Regions from separate parts of the Mus musculus genome. Here regions 1, 2 and 3 are each linked to region 4. A link is a contact called in public promoter capture Hi-C data. All regions are on one chromosome and are shown on one strand. Each heading gives the region's core, a stretch centred on a gene start, on an enhancer-like site or on the middle of the called end of the contact. The rest is flanking DNA. Distances are from core to core; before and after follow the strand shown.

Region 1 (5,569 bases), core at 2,816-5,315, 1.4 Mb before region 4:
GAGAGCACCCCTTTTTGGAACTGTTTGCTTCCTAGAGGAGCTCTTTTGCTGAGAAGTTTCACATCCCAGGTGCCCCATTACTCCTCCCTTGAGTCTTCGATAATGTGTGTTAAACCCACGCTGTTGCAAACCCCCCTAAGGAAGAGCCCCCACAGCATGGGCGACACAGGGAGGCTGCCCCTGTTCCTTGAAGAGCCGCTGTGAGTGGTGAGGAGGTCCAGTGCTTGCTCATTCTGATCAGAATCCTTTCACCAGGTGTGATGGCCGGCTCCCACGTGGACATGGCGCCAGCTTCCACCACCGAGGGAACTGGGGAAAAGCCAGGGCCCACTGCGCCAGCACCCACCCCAGCTGCTCAGTATGAGTGTGGGGAATGCGGCAAGTCCTTCAGGTGGTCATCTCGGCTCCTGCACCATCAGCGCACTCACACAGGTGAACGGCCCTATAAATGCCCGGACTGCCCCAAAGCCTTCAAGGGTTCCTCAGCCCTCCTCTACCACCAGCGGGGCCATACAGGCGAGCGGCCCTATCAGTGCCCAGACTGCCCCAAAGCCTTCAAGCGCTCTTCCTTGCTGCAGATCCACCGCAGTGTGCACACAGGCCTGCGGGCCTTCACCTGCGGCCAGTGTGGTCTGGCCTTCAAGTGGTCATCCCATTACCAATACCACTTGAGACAGCATACCGGTGAGCGGCCCTACCCGTGCCCTGACTGCCCCAAGGCCTTCAAGAACTCCTCCAGCTTGCGGCGCCACCGGCATGTGCACACAGGAGAACGCCCTTACACCTGTGGCATTTGTGGGAAGAGCTTTACTCAGAGCACCAATCTGCGGCAGCACCAGCGGGTGCACACGGGCGAGCGCCCCTTCCGTTGCCCACTCTGCCCCAAGACCTTCACACACTCCTCCAACCTGCTGCTGCACCACCGCACCCACGGCCCTGCCCCCGGCCCCGCCCCTGCCCCCGCCCCCCCAGGGGAGACCAGCAGAGCTGACACCAAGGTTCTGGTCTCTGATGCCTACTTGCAGCCCCGTAGCCCGCCTGAGCCTCCAGCCCCACCACCCCAGCCCCCACCCGTGGTGCCCGAGCTTTTTTTGGCTGCTGCTGAGACTACAGTGGAGCTAGTGTACCGCTGCGATGGCTGCGAGCAGGGCTTCAGCAGCGAGGAGCTCCTCCTGGAGCACCAGCCATGCCCGGGGCCCCCTGTAGCCACCCAGTCCCAGGATGTGCCTGCCGAGCTGCCCCAGGCTGACTCCGCCCTACCACAGCCCCCACCTGCCACTCCAGGCCCTCCTAACTTTGCTTGTCTTCCTTGTGGGAAGTCCTTCCGGACGGTGGCTGGCCTGTCCCGTCACCAGCACAGCCATGGTGCGGCCAGTGGACAGGCCTTTCGCTGTGGCAGCTGTGATGGTGCCTTCCCACAACTGGCCAGCCTCTTGGCTCACCAGCAGTGTCACGTGGAGGAGGCGGCAGCCGGACGCCCACCTCCCCAGGCTGAGGTTGCGGAGGTCACCTGTCCCCAGGAACCTGTAGCCCCAGCCACTCCTGCCCCACCCCCTCCTCCTCCACCTGCCCCGGTGGTTTCTGCAGAGCGGCCCTACAAATGTGCCGAGTGTGGGAAGGCCTTCAAGGGTTCTTCCGGGCTGCGCTACCACCTTCGGGACCACACAGGTGAGCGGCCCTACCAGTGTGGGGAGTGCGGCAAAGCCTTCAAACGCTCCTCCCTGCTGGCCATCCACCAGCGTGTGCACACAGGCCTGCGAGCCTTCACCTGCGGCCAGTGTGGCCTCACCTTCAAGTGGTCGTCCCACTATCAGTACCATCTGCGACTTCACTCGGGTGAGCGGCCCTATGCCTGCACTGAGTGTGGCAAAGCCTTCCGTAACACTTCGTGCCTGCGGCGCCACCGGCATGTGCACACCGGTGAGCGGCCCCACTCATGTAGTGTGTGTGGCAAGAGCTTCGCACAGACGTCCAACTTGCGGCAGCACCAGCGGGTGCACACGGGCGAGCGCCCCTTCCGTTGCCCGCTCTGCCCCAAGACCTTCACACACTCCTCCAACCTGCTGCTGCACCAGCGCACTCATTCTGCCGAGCGCCCTTTTGCCTGCCCCATTTGTGGCCGTGGCTTTGTTATGGCTGCCTACCTGCAGCGGCATCTGAGGACGCACACCCCAGCCACCACAACTTCGGGCACCACCGGCTCTGCTGTAGCATCGCAGCCCCCTGCCCCATTGGCTGCAGCTCCAACTCCACTGGCTGCTCAAGATGTTCACGTACTCCCTAACCTACAGGCCACACTTTCACTTGAAGTAGCTGGGGGAACAGCCCAGCCTACGCCCCCAGGCCCGGCTGCTCCCAGTTCTCAAACATTTCTCCTGGTACAGACTGCCCAGGGCCTCCAGCTGATTCCAAGCAGTGTCCAATCCCCTACTCCTCCACCCCCGCCTCCACCCCCTAAAGTCATTCTGCTGCCTCCTGCCAGTGCTGGAGGTCCGGGCAGTGGTGCTGCAAGGCCAGGCCCTCGGTCTGTTGGGAAAGCTGGACAGGGGACAGGGGTGGTGTGGTTTCCAGGCCCAGGTGGTCTGGGGCTGCAAGGAGGGGCCAATGCAGGGGCTAGCGGGGGAGGGCAGAGCCTCATTGTTCTGCAGAATGTAGGGAGTGGGGAGACAGGACCACAGGAAGTGAGTGGGGTCCAGCTTCAGCCAGCACAGGAAGTGGCCACGGTACAACTACAGCCTGCACAGGAAGTGACTACAGTCCAGCTACAACCAGCACAGGAGGTGACTACGGTCCAGCTCCAGCCCCTGACAGGCCAAGTCTCCAATTCTAATGGAGGAGCTGGCACTACAGAAGCTCCAAACCTGCTGCTGGTTCAGAGTGGGGCAACTGAAGAGTTGCTGACCGGCCCTGGGCCCGGGGAAGTGGGAGACAGTGAGGCCGGTGCTGGTGTGGTCCAGGACGTCCTGTTTGAGACACTGCAGACAGATGAGGGGCTGCAGAGTGTGCTGGTGCTGAGTGGGGCGGATGGTGAGCAGACTAGGCTCTGCGTGCAGGAGGTGGAAACGCTTTCCCCCGGTCTGGCGGAGCCAGCGGCCACTGGCCCATCAGGACAGAAACTCCTTATCATTCGTAGCGCCCCAGCTACTGATCTGCTAGAAAATAGCAGCGTTGCAGGAGGCACCACAACACTGCAACTCCTGGCCCCGTCAGCACCTGGCCCGGTCTCTGCCCCTGTGGGGGTGCCCGTAGCTCCCCCGTCCCAGATGGTACAAGTGGTCCCCGCAGTGGCTGGACCAGGGGTCATGGCTCCCCAGAACTTGCCCTCCATCCAGATTGTGCAGACTCTTCCTGCAGTCCAACTGGTACACACGTTTTGAAGAGACCCCCTCCCCGCAATTAACTGTTCTCCTCAGCTGGGCTGGGGTCAGCCCCAGAGTCAGGGGGGCTGCTGGCTGGACTTGCTAATAAAGACCCAGAATCTCTTCCTGGTTTTGTTTTCATGGGGGAGGTATAGTCATGGGCATAGCCCCTGCTTCAGACCTGGAAGTCTTCATTCTTGCTTCCCGGATCTGAGGTGACTTGCTTTGTACTTGGAGGGCTAAATGCTTCTCCGGGGTGGGGTCCAGCTCCCCCATCCTTTAAACTGTTAAGGCTTTTACTGTGCTGGGGGTGGGAGGGCGGGTACACTTGCAGAGGACAGAGAGACAGTGGGAGTCAGTCATGTGGGTTTCCTTTTGGCAAGCTCTCTTACTCCCTGAGCTATTTCTCTGGTCCTTTCCCAACCTTTGTATGTATTCGTCTGTAGTTGTACTTATAGCAGGGAGGGTTAGGGATCAATTTCTGGATTTTCCACTTCTTTCCTATAAACCACCCTTACCTCACCTGAAAGGTAGGTAGAGGAATATTATTAATTCAAACGATACCCCAGGTGCCTCCGGGTTGAGAATAAGGTCTCAGCTGATGGGGATGCTTGATGCTACCCCTCATCCCTTCCCTCAAAGACCCAAGCGCCAATGAGATTAGGTTCACAAGCAACGCCTCCTCTTCCTGATGCTCAGGTCGCTTAGCAACGAAGGACCAGCAAGAAAGGAGCTGTGCTAATCCTCCCAGGCAGGCCGGGTAAGAAACCCTCTCTGTCCCCCACTCCCATCCCCCCTTCTCCAAGGTTCTCCCACTGGCCTCCAGCAGGTCACAGCTCTTCCCTCGTCCTCGCAGTTTCCTCCATTACTCCCAACCCCTGCCCCATAGTGGGGGAAGCTTGGCAACAGTTGCTAAGGTGCCGGTCTTGCCTCCAGTCGGGAGCGTGGACGTCACTTCCGGTGGTGACCCTCTCCTGCCCCTGCCCCCCTTCTCCCTTACTGTCAAGGGATTCGAGCAACCCCGTGGAGGTGCCTTTCAGGGCCCTGTTTCTGCTATGTGGGGTGGGACCACTTCAGGAGACCGGCTGCTGGAGTTTGGATAGGGGATGAGTTTACAGGCAGATCAATGAATGTCTTCTCCGGAGTGGGGGACGATTCGGGACGATTTTCAGAGCCCCACTGGGTATGGAGGCACCTGGCCTGCCACTGTGACAGTCTTCTTTGGCAATGCTCTAGGGTCCTTGGCGATCTGGGAAACACTGCGGCCCATCCCTCCCAGGGCTCTTAGAACTCAGGTGCCCACCTAACACCAACCTACTTGTTTTCAGCAGGTGTACAACGTCAGCTCCCTTGGGGAGGGGCCTGCCTGGGGGCTACCATGGCCCCTAACCACCTGTCAGTGCGGGAAATGAGGGAAGATGAGAAGCCCCTGGTGCTGGAGATGCTGAAGGTGAGAGGCCGGCAGGGGCACCAGTGAGCATGCGCAGCTTCTTAGGGCCATTCAAAGTGGGTTCCATCAGCCCCGCCCACCTGCCTGAGCTCCGGGGGTCCTGGGGGAGGGGATTTTCGCCTCAGCTGTTTTTAATTGGTCTCTTTTCTCTACTGCCTTCTCCCTACTTAAACCTCAGCTGCCATTTTTAAAAAAGCAATTGAAAGGGTGTAGGGGCTGGGTGTTCAGGTCTCTTGACCTCCATTCAGCCCCACTTACCAGTCCCAAAATGAGGGCTACTGAGACACACACACACCCCAGACCTTCCAGCGAAGAGCCCATGTCTTCACTTTGCCTATCCTGTTCAGTCTCCTTTGGTGCGTTACCTTAGCATGCCATCCGGACTCATGGGCCTCAGGTCCTAAATCAGTTCATTTCATTCGGGCAAACCGCATTCATTCGCTCAGCCCTTAACACCCAATGGGCCAGACTGGGACCACCCCATCCGCTGGCTTCTCTTCTCACTTGAGAAGAGAAATCCTTCCTCGGAAGTTCTTATGTGATGAATGGCTGAGCCTCTACTCCCACCCACAGGCTGGTGTAAAAGACACGGAAAACCGTGTGGCCCTCCACGCTCTGACACGACCTCCAGCCCTTCTCCTCCTGGCTGCAGCCAGCAGCGGACTGCGCTTCATCCTGGCCTCCTTCGCCCTGGCCCTCCTGCTGCCCGTGTTTCTGGCTGTAGCCGCTGTGAAGCTGGGTTTGCGAGCCCGATGGGGCT
Region 2 (6,035 bases), core at 1,238-3,737, 1.2 Mb before region 4:
TTTTTTTTTTTTTTTGAGGCAGGGTTTCTCTGTATAGCCCTGGCTGTCCTGGAACTTACTCTAGACCAGGCTGGCCTTGAACTCAGAAATCTGCCTGCCTCTGCCTCCCAAGTGCTGGGATTAAAGGCAAGCACCACCACTGCCTGGCTAATATCTTCTTCAATTTCTTTCTTCCAAGACTCGAAGTTTTTGTCATACAGGTCTTTCCTTGGCTTTGTTAGAGTTACCTCAAGATATTTTACGTTATTTGAGGCTATTGTAAAAGGTGTTGTTTTCCCAATTTCTTTCTCAGTCCATTTGCTACTTGTAGGGGCTGCTGATTTTTAAAAGTTAAGCTTGTATCTAGTTACTTTGTTGAAAGTATTTATCAGCTGTAGGATTTCCCTTGTGGATTTTTTTGTTTGTTTGTTTTTTGTTTTGTTTTCCAAGACAGGGTTTCTCTGTGTAGCCCTGGCTGTCCCGGAATTCACTCTGCAGACCAGGATGGCCTCGAACTCAGAAATCTGCCTGCCTCTGCCTTCCAAGTGCTGGGATTAAAGGCGTGCGCCACCACGCCCGGCTCCCTTGTGGATTTTTTTTTTTTCCAGAGCTGAGGACCGAACCCAGGGCCTTGCGCTTGCTAGGCAAGCGCTCTACCACTGAGCTAAATCCCCAACCCCCTTTGTGGATTTTTTTAAGGTCACTTATGTATACTATTATATAATCTACAAACATCAATACTTTGACTATTTTTTGAAAAATAACTTGTATCCCCTTGATTTCCTTCAGTTGTCTTATTGCTCTAGGTAAAACTTCAAGTATAATAGTCAATAGATATGTAAAGAGTGGACAGCTTGTCTTCCTCCTTATTTTGGTAGAACTGCTTTGAATTTATCTCCCTTTAATTTGATGTTTGCTATCAGATTGCTTTTTTTTTGGGTTTTCAAGACAGGGTTTCTCTGTATAGCCCTGGCTGTCCTGGAACTCACTTTTGTAGACCAGGCAGGCCTTGAGCTCAGAAATTCTCTGGGGGCTGGCGAGATGGCTCAGTGGTTAAGAGCGCGACTGCTCTTCCAAAGGTCCCGAGTTCAAATCCCAGCAACCACAAGGTGGTCACAATCATCTGATGCCCTCTTCTGGAGTATCTGAGGACAGCTACAGTGTACTTACATATAATAAATAAATAAATCTTAAAAAAAAAAGAAATTCGCCTGCCTTTGCCTTTCAAATGCTGGGATTAAAGGCATTTAATTAAAGGCACCACCACTCCCGGCTTATCAGATTGCTTTATATTGCCTTTGCTATGTTTGGTATGTCTTTTGTATCCCTAGGCTCTCAAGGAGTTTTATGATAAAGAGGTGTTGGATTTTGTCAAAGGCCCTTTGTGCATCTAAAGATATGATCATGTTTTTTTTCCCCTTTTAATTTGTTTATGTGATAGATTACATTTGCTGATTTTATTTTTCTCTTTTTTAGAAGATATTTAGAAGATATTTCAAATATGAAATACAACTTTATTCTGATTCTAAATGAAAGAGTGGGAATGACAGTTACAAACAAGATTTCACCACTGACTATTGTGATGCTACGGTAGCAGTCTTATCTTTGAAATCCAGAACAACTCTGTTCCAGGGGGCTAAATACGCAAGTCCAAAAAAATGAAGGTGTATTTTAACTGCCACATTCACTCCGAAGCCCATTCATCTCCTTCAGCATCCCAATGAATTGCACGATCTCCTTTAGCTAAATAAGGTGGCACACACACTGCACCGCTGGCTGGCATCACAGGACAGTTGCCTAAAATAGACTTCTGACGCAGGGCTCCAGCTTCACTTTCTCACAGGTCATCTTCCTCATCTGGGAGAGCAGTCGTCTGAGCAACCTCTAAATCATGCTCGTACTGTGCTGCCAAAGCTGGGTCCATGACTACCTCAGGTGGGGCAAGAGCAGGCATGGCAACGAACTCCAAGTTAGGATCTCCAATGAGCTTTCTGGCAAGCCAGAAGAAAGGCTTTTCAAAGTTGTAGTTACTTCTGGCAGAAATGTCATAGTACTGAAGATTCTTCTTTCGGTGGAAGAGAATAGGTTTTGCCTTCACTTTCATGTCTTTAACATCCACTTTGTTGCCACACAATACAATGGGGATGTTTTCACACACACGCACTAGATCTTTATGCCAGCTAGGCACATTCTTGTAAGTAACTCTTGATGTTACGTCAAACATTATAATGGCACACTGGGCTTGGATGTAGTAGCCATCGCGCAGCCCCCCGAACTTCTCCTGACCGGCTGTGTCCCACACATTGAACTTGATAGGTCCTCTGTTGGTATGGAAGACTAATGTGTGCACCTCCACGCCCAGGGTGGCTACATACTCCTTCTCAAACTCTCCGGTCAAGTGGCGCTTCATGAATGTCGTCTTTCCGGTGCCGCCGTCGCCCACCAGGACGACCTTGAACTGGACCTGCGGCTCTCCCTGGGCGGCCATCGCGGCGATCCTGCCGGAGAGAGCGGCTGCTGCACGTGCGCCCTCTAAAGGCAGCGGCCGGGAAGAGCGCGCGGGAAGGCAGACTCTGTACCAGACTGTGGGGGAAGGGAAGCTGGGCACCGCCCGCCGCTGCGGTGCCCACCCGAAGGACAACCAACCCTCGTGTTGCGCTCTGCCGGGTCCTTCCAGCTACCTTCCAGGACTGATTTTCACTTACTGAACCATCTCTGCATTTCTTGGATGAAGCCTACTGAATTGTACCGAATCAAGGATTCATGACAGGGACACAGAGGAAGGCAGCTTGGCTCAGTGAACTGCCTGCCATCCTGAACAGATCTGTTAGATCTGAACTTTTCTGACAAAACTCCTTTTGCCTAAGCAACGGGCTGCACAATTTGTTTTTAGAGACAAAGGAAAAAAAAAAGGCGATCTTATGTCAAATATAAAAGAAATATAGAGCCGGGTGTGGTGGCGCACACTTTTAATTCTAGCACTCAGGAGGCAGAGGCAGGCGGATTTCTGAGTTCGAAGCCAGCCTGGTCTACAAAGTGAGTTCCAGGACAGCCAGGGCTATACAGAGAACCCTGTTTCGAAAAACCAAAAAAAAAAAAAAAAAAAAAAAGTATATATATATATATATATATATATATATATATATATATATATATGTGTGTGAAGGAATGGAAGAATTAAATGAGAGTCAGAGATTGAACTCTTGTAGAAAGCCAAGCTTGATATCATAGGTAGTAGGAAATTTTTTTTTTTTTTCAGTTACTGAAGCACTTTAATTTCTTTACACAATGACGTGTTGCTGGGGCCTAATGTTCTCACTGAACAGTAGAAAACCAAAATTTGTCATTTCTTAAAGAATTGAGTACAACAAAACCTTACATAAATTAAAGAATGAATACATTTACAGGTGTCGATGCAAACGTTCCCAACTCAAGGCAACTAACAACCGATGGTGGTCAGGAGGGAAGAAACCAGAACGGAAACTGGGTCCTAAGGCTCGGACTTTCCCACCCTGTTAGACTGGCAAGAAGGAGTGGTAACTGGTTCAGGAGCCCTTGCCAGCCTCGGGAAATCCTGGAAGTCTGCTGTTGGTTAATACCCTGCACAGATCACTCCGTGGTGCTCACAGAGATCCACCAGGCTGGGCCTTTCTCTTCCACTGCGTGTTCTCCCCAGCCCCAAGTGACCGAGCCACATGAACTAAGGACTGAATCAAGATATGCACAGGGTGTTAAACATATACCAAGGGAGCAGTTAACTTGAATACAAGGTCAAAAATCAGCAAGTTCTATGATCCAGTGCTGATATCAGATACACGCTTCAAGGACAAATTTCTTTTCAAAGGCTTATTCCAGTTTCATGAGGCTAGCATGAGGTGTGTACATTTGCCAGGGCAAATCGATACTTCAATACCAGCTCATGCAGCAGATGCCTGGCACCTGCTCAGTCCATCTAGAAGCATTTGCAGTGGACGATGGGCCCGACTCATCATACTCCTGCTTGCTGATCCACATCTGCTGGAAGGTGGACAGTGAGGTAGGATGGAGCCGCAGGTCCAGACTGAGTACTTGCGCTCAGGGGGAGCAATGATCTTAATCTTCATTGTGCTGGGTGCTAGGGCTGTGATCTCCTTCTACATCCTGTCAGCAATGCCTGGGTACATGGTGGTACCACCAGACAGCAGTGTATTGGCATACAGGTCTTTGCAGATATCCACATCACACTTCATGATGGAGTTGAAGGTGGTCTCGTAGATGCCACAGGATTCCATGCCCAGGAAGGAATGCTGGAAGAGTGCCTCCGGACACCAGAACCGCTCATTGCCAATGGTGATCACCTGCCCATCGGGCAGCTAGTAACTCTTCTCCAAGGAGGAAGATGATGCAGCAGTAGCCTTTTCTTGCTCAAAATCCAGGGCAACATAGCACAGCTTCTCCTTGTCACAATTTCCCTCTCAGCAGTGGTGGTAAAGCTGTAGCCCCGTTCAGTCAGGAATTCATGAGGTACTCTGTCAGGTCCTGGCCAACCAGGTCCAGACACAAGATGGCGTGAGGAAGGGTGTAGCTGTCATAGATGGCCACTGTGTGTGTGACCCCGTCACCAGAGTCCATGACAATGCCAGTGGTGCGCCCAGATACATACAAGGAGAGCACCTCCTACGCCCACTCCGGTGAAGTCTGCTTGACAGGCCAAGAGGCCTGGAAACACTCACGAGGCAATGAGTTTCAAGGAAACTATGCCTCCTGGAACCTTGGCATTCCCATAGCCCGTATACTCAAACCCTTTTCCCGTGTTAGTTTGGTGTATGGATCCACGTGCTCTCTTTCAGTATTGTTTTATTATAAGTGCCTTTAAGATTTGATTGCTTGACATAGCTAAGCCTTCGCCAGTGTTGCAATGTCCTAGAAAATCCTCGACGCCGAGGAGCTTGGAATTTAGTGGGAATTCAGTGAGAAGGTTACCTATTCAGTAACATTCAAATTTACTTCTAGTAGAGAAGCGTGTGTGTGGCCCCTGAGGAGCACCCAGTGCTTCCGAACGGAGCTAGAATAGCTCAGGGCTAGTCTGCAGAGTGATTATTTAGGACAGTAGCCTTAGGACACAATGGCCTAGCAAATAGGTGGGGTAACCATGAAAGAGTTAGGGAATCCCCCTGGGACAGGTTTCTTCACTAGGCCCAAAGGAACAGCATAATCAGGCATTTACTAAGAACCCCTGGTGGTGGGTTTAACAATAGACTAGCATTACACCTGGCTCCTTTCTAAGTGGTAAATGAGGCCTGGTCCCCCGCCATCTTTTGATGTATGCATTCCTTTTGTTTTGTGTCACTGTAACTTAGCGGATGTGTTCGCCTGGTTTCTTGTTATTCTGTATAAAAAGTTTGATGCTGGATTTGATAAATTACACTCAGATTCAACACGTTCTCTTGTCACGTCTGTTTGTCACTCGCCCACTCTATGCCCATCTGTCTGAGACTCTGATTCCGCAGACCGAAGAGGGCCCACAGAGCCCCAGTCCGTGGCAAGCACCACCTGAATGGTGATGTACAAGGCTGGGGTATTGAAGGGTTCAAACATTATCTGCGTCATCTTCTCTCTGTTAGCTTTGGGGTTCAGGGGGGCCTCGGTCAGAAGCACCGGGTGCTCCTCAGGGGCCACACGCAGCTCATTGTAGAAGGTGTGGTGCCAGATCTTCTCCATGTCGTCCCAGTTGGTGACAATGCCATGCTCGACAGGGTACTTCAGGGTCAGGATACCCCTCTTGCTCTGGGCCTCATCACCCACGTAGGAGTCTTTCTGGCCAATGCCCACCAAGACACCCTGGTGTCGGGGGAGCCCTATGATGGAAGGGAACATGGCCCTGAGGGCGTTGTCATTGACGTGCCGGAGCCATTGTCAATGACTAGTGCGGCTATTGCGATTGATTGGCGATGGAGCAGCGGCAAGAAGCGCAGTGTAAGCCTGCAGCGGAGTGTGAGCAGGAAATAATTTTTGATCTATTCATCTTGTGCCAAACTGAAAGAGAATCAAATCCAAATAGAGTAATCCTGTAACCG
Region 3 (5,906 bases), core at 77-2,576, 1.5 Mb before region 4:
AAACAAAAACCCACAAACAAACAAACCTGCAAGGGAGGTCTCCAACACAGATAAAAAGTGCGCCAGTGAAATGAAAAGCGCAAGAACGGTATGGCAAACTCCCATCTGTGCTCCCTGAATGGCAAATGTAGATTTTTTTTTCCTTAAAAATTTCTATTTATTTATTTAGTTTCTATATGGGAGAGGGTATCCATGCCATGGGGCATATGTGGAGGTCAGAGACAAGCGAAGGAGTCATTTCTCTCTGGATCCCAAATGTGTGTGTTGATCAGATTTACTTTTAATTTTAAAAAAATATTTATTTATCTATTCCCTGTATATGAGTGCTCTGTCTACATGTATGCCTGCATGCCAGAAGAGGGCAGCAGATCCCATTACAGATGGTTGTGAGCCATTCTGGAAGAGGAGCCACTGCTCGTAACTGCTGAGCCATCTCTCCAGCCCGGACTGGGTTTATTATATGAGTGTTTGACCTGAGACTGCATAGCCACATGCATGTAGTGTCTGTGGAGGCTGGAAGAGGTAGTCGGGTCCCCTGAAACTAGATTTAAAGACGGTTGTAAACCACCGTCTGGGTGCTGAGTACCAAACCCAGGTCCTCTACAAGAGAAACCAGAGTTCTTAGCCACTGAGCCATGTCTACTCGCCCCCCCTTCTCTATTCCCCTCATAGGTTTTTAAGGCTTATGTCCCAAGGGCTGGGTTCTTGGCTTGGGAACCCATTTTTGGGAGGCACAGTGTGAAGGAAATGAGCAAGGGGGCTGGATGGAGTTCAGTGGTAGAGAGCACTTGATTTGCCTGGCTTTCATGACAGCCAGGCTCAGTTCGCCAGATTTGATCGAGATGGACTGGGGACACAGATGGGAGAGGATCCACGATGCTTTAGGGAGAGCGATACAGAGGAGCACGTAATTGTGAGAGAAGCGGGGACCACAACTCCTGGAACCAGGAATTTCAGGCTGTGTGACCCTGGGTGAGTTTCCCTTCCTCTCTGGGTCTCTTTTTTTCTCCAGGGTTAGCTCACTGGCGGGGTTGATGCAAAATTTGTCTCTAGAGAGGGTTGGGGACTCTCCCCGCGGGTCTATCCTGAGACCAAATGGAATGCCATTCCAACCCCCGAACCCGACACCCTGCAAAGCTTCCGTTTCCCGGTCTGAATGACGGGATGGTGGGTTTGCAAACAGCCAGCAAGTAACGAACCGGACTTACTCGAAGGTCCCAGGTTCGAGTTCGGGCCCCTTTTCCAAGAAGTCCCGTGACCTTTTCCCCGCTGGATTCCCACTGACCCCGTACTGGGCCTCCTTTTTGCCCTTTGTAGACACGTAGTCAGAGCCGCGGGTCTACACCCCCGCGCCGAGCCAACCAATCGGCGTTCGCCTCACTCTGTTCTACTCCATCCTGTTAATTCGATTGGTCTGAAGAAACTGGAGCAGGCGGAGAGACAGAGGGTAGGACCAATGAAAATCCACGGAGGGAGGGCCTTGGCTGAGAGCTCGGCTTCTAACCCGGAAGGAGGGTGAAGAACGACCAGAGAGCTAGAGGCTCAATCTTGGCTAGTGTAGGGTTCATGGCACCATCCACTCCATCCGGGGCGACCGGGGAGAGGTGATGCTTTCTGTAACCTAGCTCTAGGAAGGCTGAAGCACGAGTATCGCCAGTTCGAGACTAGCCGGGACTGCGTGGTGAGACCCTGTCAACCAAAACAACAGCCGGGCATGGTGGCGCAAATGTTTAGTTCCAGTAATCATCATAAACCGATGATTTAGTTAATGGTTTAGTTCCAGTACTCAGGAGGCAGAGGCAGGCATAATTCTGACTCTACAACGCGAATTCCAGAATAGCCAGTACAACACGGAAGTAAGTCCTGTCTCGAAAACCCGAAAGTCAAACTAAGAAAACAAAAGAACAAGCCTCGTAAGACATTTTCCCCCACTGCTTGCCAGTTAGCTTTTTCTCCAGGAATTCAGGACTTGTCTCCTTGGGTGGTCTATATAGAAAACTGACTCTGTACTTAGAAGTGGGGGTTAAGAGAGAGAGGATTACTTCATCCAGATATATAAACCTGGTATGGTGGCTCAGGGCCGGTAATCCCAGCGTTCTAGAAGCTGAGGCCTTGAGTTCAATGAATAAGAAAACAAAAGCTGATTACGGTGGCTTAATACCCATGACCCCAAGTACTCAGAAGTGGAGACAGGAGGATTTCTTCACCTTGAAGTTATGAGAAAAGGGCTAGGCATGGTGGCTAACGAGGACTGTAAACCCAGCACTTGGGAGGCTGAGTGTGGGTGAGGATCTTTTGGGGGAGAGATATATATATACACAGAGTTCCAGGTTAGCCTGGGCCACAGAGTGTGACACTGTCGAACAAAGAAAAAGAAATAAGGCTGGAACTGTAGCTCAGGTGGCAGAGTCCTTGCCTGGCATGAATAAAGCCTTCGCTTTAGTGCCCAGCACTGTATGCATGGGGGTGGGGTGAGGGTGGGAGAGATGGGGGATGGGATGGGACTGGGAAGGCAACCGGCAGAGGTTCAAAGTTGGTCTCCCCAGAACAGTGAACTCAAGTGCATCCTGAAACTGAGCCTCAAAAACAAAATGAGCTGAACAAAGATTAAAAACAACAAGCCAGACAGTGGTGGAGGCTCACAGTCGCCTGTAATTCTACTTCCAGGGGCTCAGACACCTTCTTCTGGCCACTTTGGCACTGAATGCATGTGGTAAGCAGACACATGGGCAGACACACACCCAAAATTTTATAAACACACACACACACGAAGAAAAGAACCAGGCATGGTGGTACATACCTTTAATCCAAGCACTCTGAAGGCAGATGCAGGCAGATCTTTGTGAGTTAGGATGTCAGCCTAGTCTACAAAGTGAGTTCCAGGACTCCCCAGAGCTACATAGTGAAACCAAGGGCAGGTGTGTGGGTAGCGGTAGGGGTTGGTAAAAAGAAAAAGAAAAGAGAAAAGAAAGGGCAAATGCCATCACTCTTGTGTTAGAGTCTATAAAGTTAATTGGCAGGTGCTGGCTTCAGTTCCCTTAACAGCTATTCACACCATGTACGTTAGTGCCGACACTGAGCCTGTGGCTCTCGCCTAGCGTAGAATGCACAACTGGGAGGTACCTGTGCCTGGCATTTCAGGAGATCCGTGGGAAGTGGGAAAGCCTGTGAAACCCATAAATAACACAGGCTCTCCCCTCCTCACCCCCAAAGCCAAAGGCAGCCCCTCCAGAGTTCCCACCCTTGTAGTCCGTCCCTGGCACAGCTGTGGATATAACTCAGATGGTGGAGCACTTGCCCAGCATGCATGAAGCTCCGAATTCAATCACAGTGCCATGCAAATCTGTACAAAAATAGAATCTGTATAATATAAATAAACCAAGCCCAGGCCCCCTTCTTGGACCACAGCCCAAAGCCTTCTAGACTCAGGGTCCACCTCTGGTCCTTTATGGGACTCCTTGTACTTTTTCTCCTGTGGTTGTTTAATATACTTTCCAGTTCCATCTATTTTCCTGTCTTTAAGAAAACAGATTTATGCTGGGCATGGTGGCACACGCCTTTAATCCCAGCATTCGGGAGGCAGAGGCAGATGGATTTCTGAGTTCACGGCCAGCCTGTTCTACAAAGTGAGTTCCAGGGCAGCCAGGGCTACACAGAGAAACCCTGTCTCGAAAAACAAAAAAACAACAAAAAAAAAAACAAACAAAAAGAAAGAAAGAAAGAAAGAAAAGAAAAAGAAAGAGAACAGATTTATTTTTATCTTATTTATGTATTACATGCCCCTGTCTCACTGTGTGCGTTTACCCATGGAGGCCTGAATGGACTTTGGATCCCCTGAGGCTGGAGTCACAGGGGGTGTTTGTGAGCCCCCTGACTGTGGTATTCGAACCTCCTCATCATGAAAGAGCAGTCACTTCTCTTAATGCTGAACCATCTCTCTAGCTGCCTCTCTCTCCCTGTTTCAAAAAGAAGTATTTGCTTTGATTTGTGTGCTGTGTGTGTGTGTTGTAGCTTGTGTGCTGTGTGTGTGTGTTGTAGCTTGTGTGCTGTGTGTGTGTGTTGTAGCTTGTGTGCTGTGTGTGTGTGTTGTAGCTTGTGTGCTGTTTGTGTGTTGTAGCTTGTGTGCTGTGTGTGTGTGTTGTAGCTTGTGTGCTGTGTGTGTGTGTTGTAGCTTGTGTGCTGTGTGTGTGTGTGTTGTAGCTTGTGTGCTGTGTGCTGTGTGTGTTGTAGCTTGTGTGCTGTGTGTGTGTGTGTTGTAGCTTGTGTGCCTTTTGCTGCTTTGCGGATTCTCCTTCCTCCCACGCTTCTCCACCCTTTTTCTTCCACCCTTCCAACCTCCTAACACTGGACAAGAGAGGGAAAAGGACAGGGAAGAAAGACATCCCTGGATAAAGTCAGGAGTCAGAAAGGGGGCAACATCGTTAATTAGACGATTTGTTGCTGATTAGGGGCATCAAGTTCCTTGGGGGCAAGTTTGATCTTTGCTGTGAGGATATCTAATATCTTCTTGTTCTTTCTTCTTTGTACACGACTACTTAACAGACAGTGACCAACAACAACCAACAACCAACTCCCATAAAACCCACACTGCCTCTTGGGGGAGCCTAGCATGTATACACTCTCTGAAAAGTCTCCAGAATTCCATAACTCATCACAGAAACTATCTGCGGGGGGCAAAACCATGCCTTAGCTAGAGCAGGAGGCAAATCACAGTCAGCTGCTGTGGGCATCCAAAGCAGCCCACATCCCACGCCGGGGAGTAAACCAAAAGCACATTCTTATTAATATTCCTGTGTTTTTAAAAGAAATCAAAACACACTATAGTGCGTCCTCCCTCCCTTCCTGAGCCTAGGCTGGCTTCAAACTCACTATGTAGTTGCTGCTAACCTTGAGCTCTGGATCTTCTTGCCTCCACCTCTTGGATGTTAGAATTTTAGATGTATGCCACACCAGGCTTAGAGGCTCCTCCCTCCCTTGGGAATCCCAATAACAGGTAGGAGGGTTACAAATTCAAGGCCAGCCTGGGAGACTTATTAAAAAAGAAAAAGGAAAAAAAAAAAAGGAGCAGAGAGTGTACAAAACCCTCTATGCTAGCTACATTTCTGTTGTGATGATAAAAATGCCACCACCAAAACAATTTATAAAAGAAAGGGTTATTCTTGCTTCCGGTCCCAGTGGGATGATAGTCCATGATGGCAGAGCAGAGGCAGCACACAGCAGGCAGCAGGCAGCAGGCAAGGAAGGAGGCTGAGAGCTTACACCCTTTACTGTAAGCATGCAGGTAGAGAGAGCAAACTAGAAATTCAAGTTTTTAAACCCTCAAAGCTCACCTCTAGTGAATATACTTCTGGCAATTAAGGCCACACGTTCCAAACCTCCCAAACAGCGCCATCAGCTGGAGACAGAGTGTTCAAATGTCCAACACCATGGGGGACAGCTCATTTAAACCACTACACACTGGGCTGGACTCCACAGCACTGAATAACACCCAGCATGATGGGCCACACCTGGAATCTCAGACTCTGCGAGTAAATGAGGGAGGATCAGAAGTTCAAAAGCTTCCTCCAGTCAGCCAGCCTCGCCTTGAAAGAGACGTGGTGGGAGGCTAGAGGGATGGGCCAGTGATTAGAGCCAGTACTGCTCTTGCAGGAGATCTGAATTAAGTTCCCAGAACCCACGTGATGGCTCATAACCTGTATCTTGACTTTCACGCATTTTGATGCCTCTTCTGGTCTTTCCGGTGGTTCACATGCATATTCACATACAAATATTTTTACAAGTAGATGAGAAGGGGCTATAGAGATGTCTCAGCAGGTACAGGTGTTTGCTACCAAGGTGAACGACCTGAGTTCGATTCCCAGGGCACACATGGTAAGACAGAAACAAAACCCCCAGATCATCTTCTT
Region 4 (6,022 bases), core at 939-3,438:
ATCTTCTGTAGCACTGCATGCATGTGTTGTACATACATGCATGTACATACAAGCATGTGTTGTACATACATGCAAACAAACACCCATACTCATAAAATAAAATTAACATATATTTTAAAATACAGGCTCAAGTGTTTCCTCTTACTTCCAAGGTAGAGGTCGGAGGACTGGGAGTTCAAAATCAGGGTTAGCTGGAATGAGTTGAACCCCAGCCTGGGCTACGTAAGTCACCATGTCAATACATTCCCCATAACAATTTAATTAATTAGCGGGATTGCCCAGTATATCAGCTGTGCACTGCTACTAACAGATTATCTCTAAAAGAAGAAATTACTGTTCTCATAAACAATTACTCTTCAAAGCTCCCGACAGACTAAGAAAAACGCTGCCTGAGCCTAGATGCACTTTAGCCATCAAGGTTTGAGCTAGGTGGTCGTAGTGCACGCATCTGGGAGGCAGAGGCAGACAGATCTCTGTGAGTTCAAGGCCAGCTTGGTCTACAGATCGAGTTCCAGGACAGCCAGGGCTACATAGAAAAACCCTGTCTTGGAAAACAAAACAGCACCATCCCCAATTTGATACATCGGATTTCTGAAAATCATCTTGAACATGAGTTTCTGCCAAATGCCCAAACTCTGGACCCCCCAAAAGCCCTCCTATTTCCTTTCAAACCAGAGATTGTAGAGAAAAGCTACCACACACATCTACACCTCTAATACCCACAATATGAGCTTACATAATCCCACCAAAAAAAATGTATTTTTGCCTCTTAGAGTGAGTTCCTAAGAGCACTGAACCCACAGGCGAGGCTGAACTGCGTCCTTGCTGGCCGGGGGAAAGGGTGCTCTTAGCTTAGTCTTGGGGGACTAGCTCTTGTGTTGCAGTGGAGAACAAGAGCAAGTCACTGGAGAGAGGAGATTTTGTCAGGCAGCTGAATTTCTGAAATCAAAGTGGTTTAGCCTGACTGATAAATAAGGTGGCATTCCAGGGAAAAAGAAACGCTTCTTACCTTGGACATGGCGTTAAAGCTTCAAGAATGTATGGCTGTGTTTCTGGGAGCAGGGAGGTGTCCTAAGAAAGTAAAGTGGACAGAAACAGGAAACTGTAAGTTCCAGGTGTATCCTGCAGCCCCAGCATCACACCTCTGTCCTTCTCCTCCCTCCACAGACATGCATTTGAGGTATCCCTACATTTAACAATGCTTTTCCTATGTACTGTATAGTTCTGGGACTCAACATATATTTTATGTCTAAGTTATCTCTTTCACTTATGTCTGAGCAATTTAAGACTGGCATTATTAGATTAGAATCTTCCACCTTTCACACATGAAGGTTTACATCATTGAAGATACACAAGGCAATAGTTGAGAAAATAACTGTGCCAAACTGGAAACTAGACTGGAATTTATAGTGTATAGATGACGTTAAAAGGAAGTATATCTCCACCCTTTCCATAAGGATGAGATGTAGGCCATCAAGTGAAGCTACTTTGCACAGAGTGGGTAGCAAAGGGACCATGTGATCTAGAAGACAGTGGACCAGGATCAGGATACCCTACAAATGCCCCCCCCCGCCCTTCCCCCCCTATGATATCTCATACTGTCACATATTTTCCAGCACTGTCTGTCTCAAACAGTTACACTGTTTAGATGCAATGAAATAGCCCTATACACTGTTATTCGGGCCCATACATTGTCACAGGCTCCATCCCAGCTGGTAGCAAAAGTCTTGCTGTAATAATATCACATAGTCCCAAATGCAGCCTCAAAGCCCCTCATGGCGTCTTTATCCCCACATTCCACATTGTCACAGACCCCCCTTGTACCTGGTGGCATAGTCTTGTGTATTCACACACATCCTTATGGGATCTCACAGTCTCATACACCATCATAGGCCCTTCAACACTGTGACATGGTCTCATAGTGCTACACCTATTGTCCCAGCCTCTCACTCTATGTCATAGCCAGCATTCAGTCTCACAAACTGTCACAGGCCCTGACAGTACTCTTGGCACAGTCTCAAGCCTCAGGCCTTCACAATAAAGTGGCTTGGTCTCAACCCTGTCAGATAGGTTTCCAAACACATTCTCCCACATGCTGTCATATACAGTCAACACGCTGTCACAACCCCTCAGTTTCAAGCAGTATTCAGTCTCACAGCCACAGGCATCTCGTACACAAGGTGTGGTCTGACACTGCCACTCAGATCCCCACTCCAAAGTGCTCACATATAATACACCCTCCACTGTGCAGTCACCCACACTGTCACAGCCTTTCAGTCTTACACAGTGTATGCAGTACCAGACCCCCTCACACGGTGTGGGGTCTCACTGTCATATGAGTCTTCAGACACATTCTCCCACATGATCCCTTATATTGTCACAATCTGTCACACACAATGTCACAGCCTCGGTCTCACACAGTATTTAGTCTCACAGTCAGAAGTCCTTAATACACAGTGATCCAGTCTAACACTGTCACTCAGCTGATCCCTCCCCGGTACAATCACATACACTGTCACAGTCTTTTAGTCTCACAGAGTATTCAGTCACAGGCCCCCCTCATGCAAGTGGGTGGTCTCATACTGTCACACACATGATAACCACCTCAGTCTCACACAGTGTACAGGCTCAGCCACAGTCACTCACTCATGTTCCCACACACATCCCCTAGCGCTATCACACACTGGCACAAGCCTCTCTCTCTGTTTCATGTATCTCCATACTCACAGTCACAGGCTCCCCCCATTATGGGGTGCTGTCTTATAATGTCACATACATTGTCACCGCCTCAGTCTCACATAGTTGCAACCTTACAATCATAATAGGCCCCTCATATACGGTGGCGTGGTCTCGCACGGTCACTCTGCACCCACTACACTTTCTCCCACGCGGTACCTTGATCCTCACCGAGCGTCTCCTCAGTCCTCGTCACCTCTCACTCGGCGCCGAGGCAGATCTGGCCGGGGCCGGGGCTCGATCTCGCGGCGCCGGTAGAGCTCACAAAGGCGCGGCTGCGGAGCGACTCCGCGCAAGGGCCTCTGGGAGGTGGAGTACTGCGCTTGACTGGAGCGGCGTAAGGCATGCTGGGAACGCCTTTTAGGGCGCGGCTTTCGGGGGTCCTAGAATCTCCGCTGAATTCTGTCTCTTCCCTTCCGGTCGTCAGAACCAGAACTCACTCAGGCTGCGCAGGAGCTGCTTGCTCTCCTCGGTCTCTTAGACGAGGAGTCGGGGGTGGGGGTAGTTGTGGTGGTGGTGGTGGTGGTGGGGGGGCTGTGCTCGAGCACGCATGCGCAGTGCTAGCTGGCCGGTGCCCTGTCCAGAGCAGCGGATGAAAATTGGTCATCTCCTGGTTCAGGGCCCACGTTGCTGGGTTTCTTTCTCCCTTGTTTGTTTACCTTCTCTCTGCCTTACCTTTTCACGCATCATTCATTACTCGCCTTCTGTATGTCAGACTCTGAAATGGACACAACAATGAACCCCGCCTGACCAAAATCTTCATCTTTATGGAACCAACATAGACTGGGGAGGAAGTGCGCTAGGGCTGTAACCCAATGATAGAGCTCCTGCCTAGCTAGAATGCTTGAAGCCCTAGGTTAAGTCAGCCATTGGGGGGGGGGGGCTGCTAGAAAAAAAAAAGAAGTTGGGGGGCTATTTTGGATAATATTCTTTTTTTTTAATTAAATTTATTCTCTTTACAACCCAATATCAGCCCTTTCTCTCCTCTCAGTACTCCTTTCACGCAAGTCCGTTGCCCGCCCCCCAATTCCACCTTCCCCATTTTTGAGGAGAAACCACTTCTCTGGGTATGAATTCCCCGTCCCCCCCATCAAGTCACTGCTGGACTAGGCACATCTTCTCCCACTGAGGCCAGATAAGGCTGTCAGGGATGTAGGGGTAGGGATCCACAGGCAGGCAGGCAGCAGGCTCAGGGACAACCCCTGCTCAAATTGTTGGGGGACCCGCATGAAGACCAAGCCGCTCATCTACATATGAGCAGGGGCCTAAGTCCAACCCAAGCTCGCTCTCTGTTTGTTGATTCAGTCTCTGGCAGACCCCAAGGGTCCAGGTTAGTTGACTCTGTTGCTCTTCTTTTGGAGTCCATGTCTTTTTCAGGTCCCTCGATCTTTCTCCCAACTCTTCCTTAAGACTCCCCGAGCTCCATCTTATGATTGGGTGCAAGTCTCTGCATCTTTTTCCGCTGGCTGCTGGGTGGAGCCTCTCAGAGTACAACCATTCCCTCCCCGCCCCACAAACACACTTTTTTTTTTTTTTTGAGACAGGATTTCTCTGTGTAGCCCTGGCTGTCCCGAATCTCATTCTGTAGACCAGGCTGGCCTCAAACTCAGAAATCCTCCTTCCTCTGCCTCCCAAGTGCTGGGATTAAAGGCGTGTGCCACCACTGCCCGACCATTCCCTCCACTTCTGCTCTATGCTTGTCCCTGCACATCTTGTAGGCAGGACACATTTTGGGCTGAAGGCTTTGGGGATGGGTTGCTGTCCTTATCTTTCCACTGGGAGTCCTGCCTGGCTATAGTGGCCATATCCCCACTTTAGGATCCATATCCCCACTGCTAGGAATCTCAGCTAGTTTCTTCATTAGGCCCTCTTGGGCCTCTCCCCATCCCAGGTCCCTGGCATGTCCTAGAGATTGCCCCCACCCCCTAGTGGATCTCCTTTCTCTGTCCCCTACATATGATCTCCCCGCCCCCACCCCATCCTCTTTTCTACCTAGTAACCTCCTTCTATTGACCTCTGATACCTATTTGTTTCCCCTTCTGAGAAAGATCCATCCATCCTCCCTTGGGCCCTCCTTGTTATTTGGCTTCTTTGGGTCGGTTGATTATAGCTGGTTATCCTGTACTTTATGGCTAATATCCACTTATGAGTACGTACCATGCATGTCCTTTTGGATATGGGCTACATCACTCAGGATGATATTTTCTAGTTCTATCCATTTGCCTGTGAAATTCATTTTAATAGCTGAGTAGTATTCCATTGTGAAGATATACCACATTTTCTGTATCCATTCTTCAGTTGAGAGAAATCTAGGTTGTTTCCAGTTTCTAGCTATTACAAATAAAGATGCTATGAACACAGTTGAGCACGTGTCCTTGTGGAATGGTGGAGCATCTTTTGGGTGTATGCCTAGGAGTGGTATAGCTGGGCCTTGAGGTAGAACTAGTCCCAATCTTCTGAGAAACCACCACATTGATTTCCAGAGTGGTGGTACAGGTTTGCTTCCCACCAGCAGTGGAAGAGTGCTCCCCTTGCTCCACACTCTCACCAGAGTGTGCTGTCCTTTAAGTTTTTAATCTTAGCCATTCTGATGGGTATAAGGTAGAATCTCAGAGTTGTTTTGATTTGCATTTCCCTGATGGCTAAGGATGTTGAAATTTTCTTTGGATGTTTCTTGTCTTTCGAGATTCATCTGTTGAGAATTCTGTTTAGTTCTGGACCCCATTTTTTTTTACATATGATTTTTTTTTCTGTTTTTTCAATTTTTAATTAGATATTTTCTTCATTTACATTTCAAATGCTATCCTGAAAGTCCCCTATACCCTCCCCCCACCCTGCTCCCCTCCCCACCCACTCCCACTTCTTGGTCCTGGTGTTCCCCTGTACTGGAGCATATAAAGTTTGTTAGACCAAGGAGCCTCTCTTCCCAGTGATGGCTGACTAGGCCATCTTCTGCTACATATGCAGCTAGAGACACGAGCTCTGGGGGTACGGATTAGTTCATATTGTTGTTTCTTCTATAGGGTTGCAGACCCCTTCAGATTCTTGGGTACTTTCTCTAGCTCCTCCATTGGGGGCCCTGTGATCCATCCAATATCTGACTGTGAGCATCCACTTCTGTGTTTGCCAGGCACTGGCATAGCCTCACACGAGACAGTTATATCAGGGCTGGACCCCATTTTTAACTGAGTTATTTGGATTGTTGATGTCTAACTTGTTGAGTTCTTTGTGTATTTTAGATATTATTCCCTCGATCCAATGTAGGGTTAGTGAAGATCTTTCCCCA

Evidence for each region. Promoter capture Hi-C pulls out the DNA fragments that hold promoters and counts their contacts.
Region 1: a contact with region 4 is called in a promoter capture Hi-C map of second pharyngeal arch cranial neural crest. The contact joins the promoter of Nat14 here to the promoter of Zfp583 in region 4. A contact is called at or near these places in 5 of 39 promoter capture datasets (cranial neural crest, frontonasal cranial neural crest, hippocampal neurons and 2 more) and 1 of 115 datasets of contacts at active chromatin or transcription factors (embryonic stem cells).
Region 2: a promoter capture Hi-C map of hippocampal neurons shows a contact between it and region 4, with 5 times the contacts expected there. The contact joins the promoter of Rasl2-9 here to the promoter of Zfp583 in region 4. A contact is called at or near these places in 3 of 39 promoter capture datasets (cranial neural crest, embryonic stem cells and hippocampal neurons).
Region 3: a promoter capture Hi-C map of second pharyngeal arch cranial neural crest shows a contact between it and region 4. The contact joins the promoter of Isoc2b here to the promoter of Zfp583 in region 4. A contact is called at or near these places in 4 of 39 promoter capture datasets (embryonic stem cells, hippocampal neurons, pre-B cells and 1 more).

The regions. Positions count from the first base shown.
Region 1 is chr7:4,918,521-4,924,089 of GRCm38.p6, forward strand. It overlaps Nat14 (N-acetyltransferase 14), which reads left to right and starts at 4,066. Exons shown (of 3, transcript NM_001358881.1): 1 at 4,066-4,119; 2 at 4,688-4,809; 3 at 5,383-5,569. The coding sequence starts at 4,738. Zfp628 (zinc finger protein 628) reads left to right here. Exons shown (of 3, transcript NM_170759.2): 3 at 256-3,483. The coding sequence starts at 261. The coding sequence ends at 3,377.
Region 2 is chr7:5,123,463-5,129,497 of GRCm38.p6, forward strand. It overlaps Rasl2-9 (RAS-like, family 2, locus 9), which reads right to left and starts at 2,488. Exons shown (of 1, transcript NM_009028.2): 1 at 1,480-2,488. The coding sequence starts at 2,467. The coding sequence ends at 1,817. It also overlaps the pseudogene Gm47692.
Region 3 is chr7:4,864,853-4,870,758 of GRCm38.p6, forward strand. Isoc2b (isochorismatase domain containing 2b) reads right to left here and starts at 1,327. Exons shown (of 6, transcript NM_026158.2): 1 at 1,209-1,327.
Region 4 is chr7:6,328,246-6,334,267 of GRCm38.p6, forward strand. Zfp583 (zinc finger protein 583) reads right to left here and starts at 2,189. Exons shown (of 5, transcript NM_001033249.3): 1 at 1,825-2,189; 2 at 1,010-1,071. The coding sequence starts at 1,018.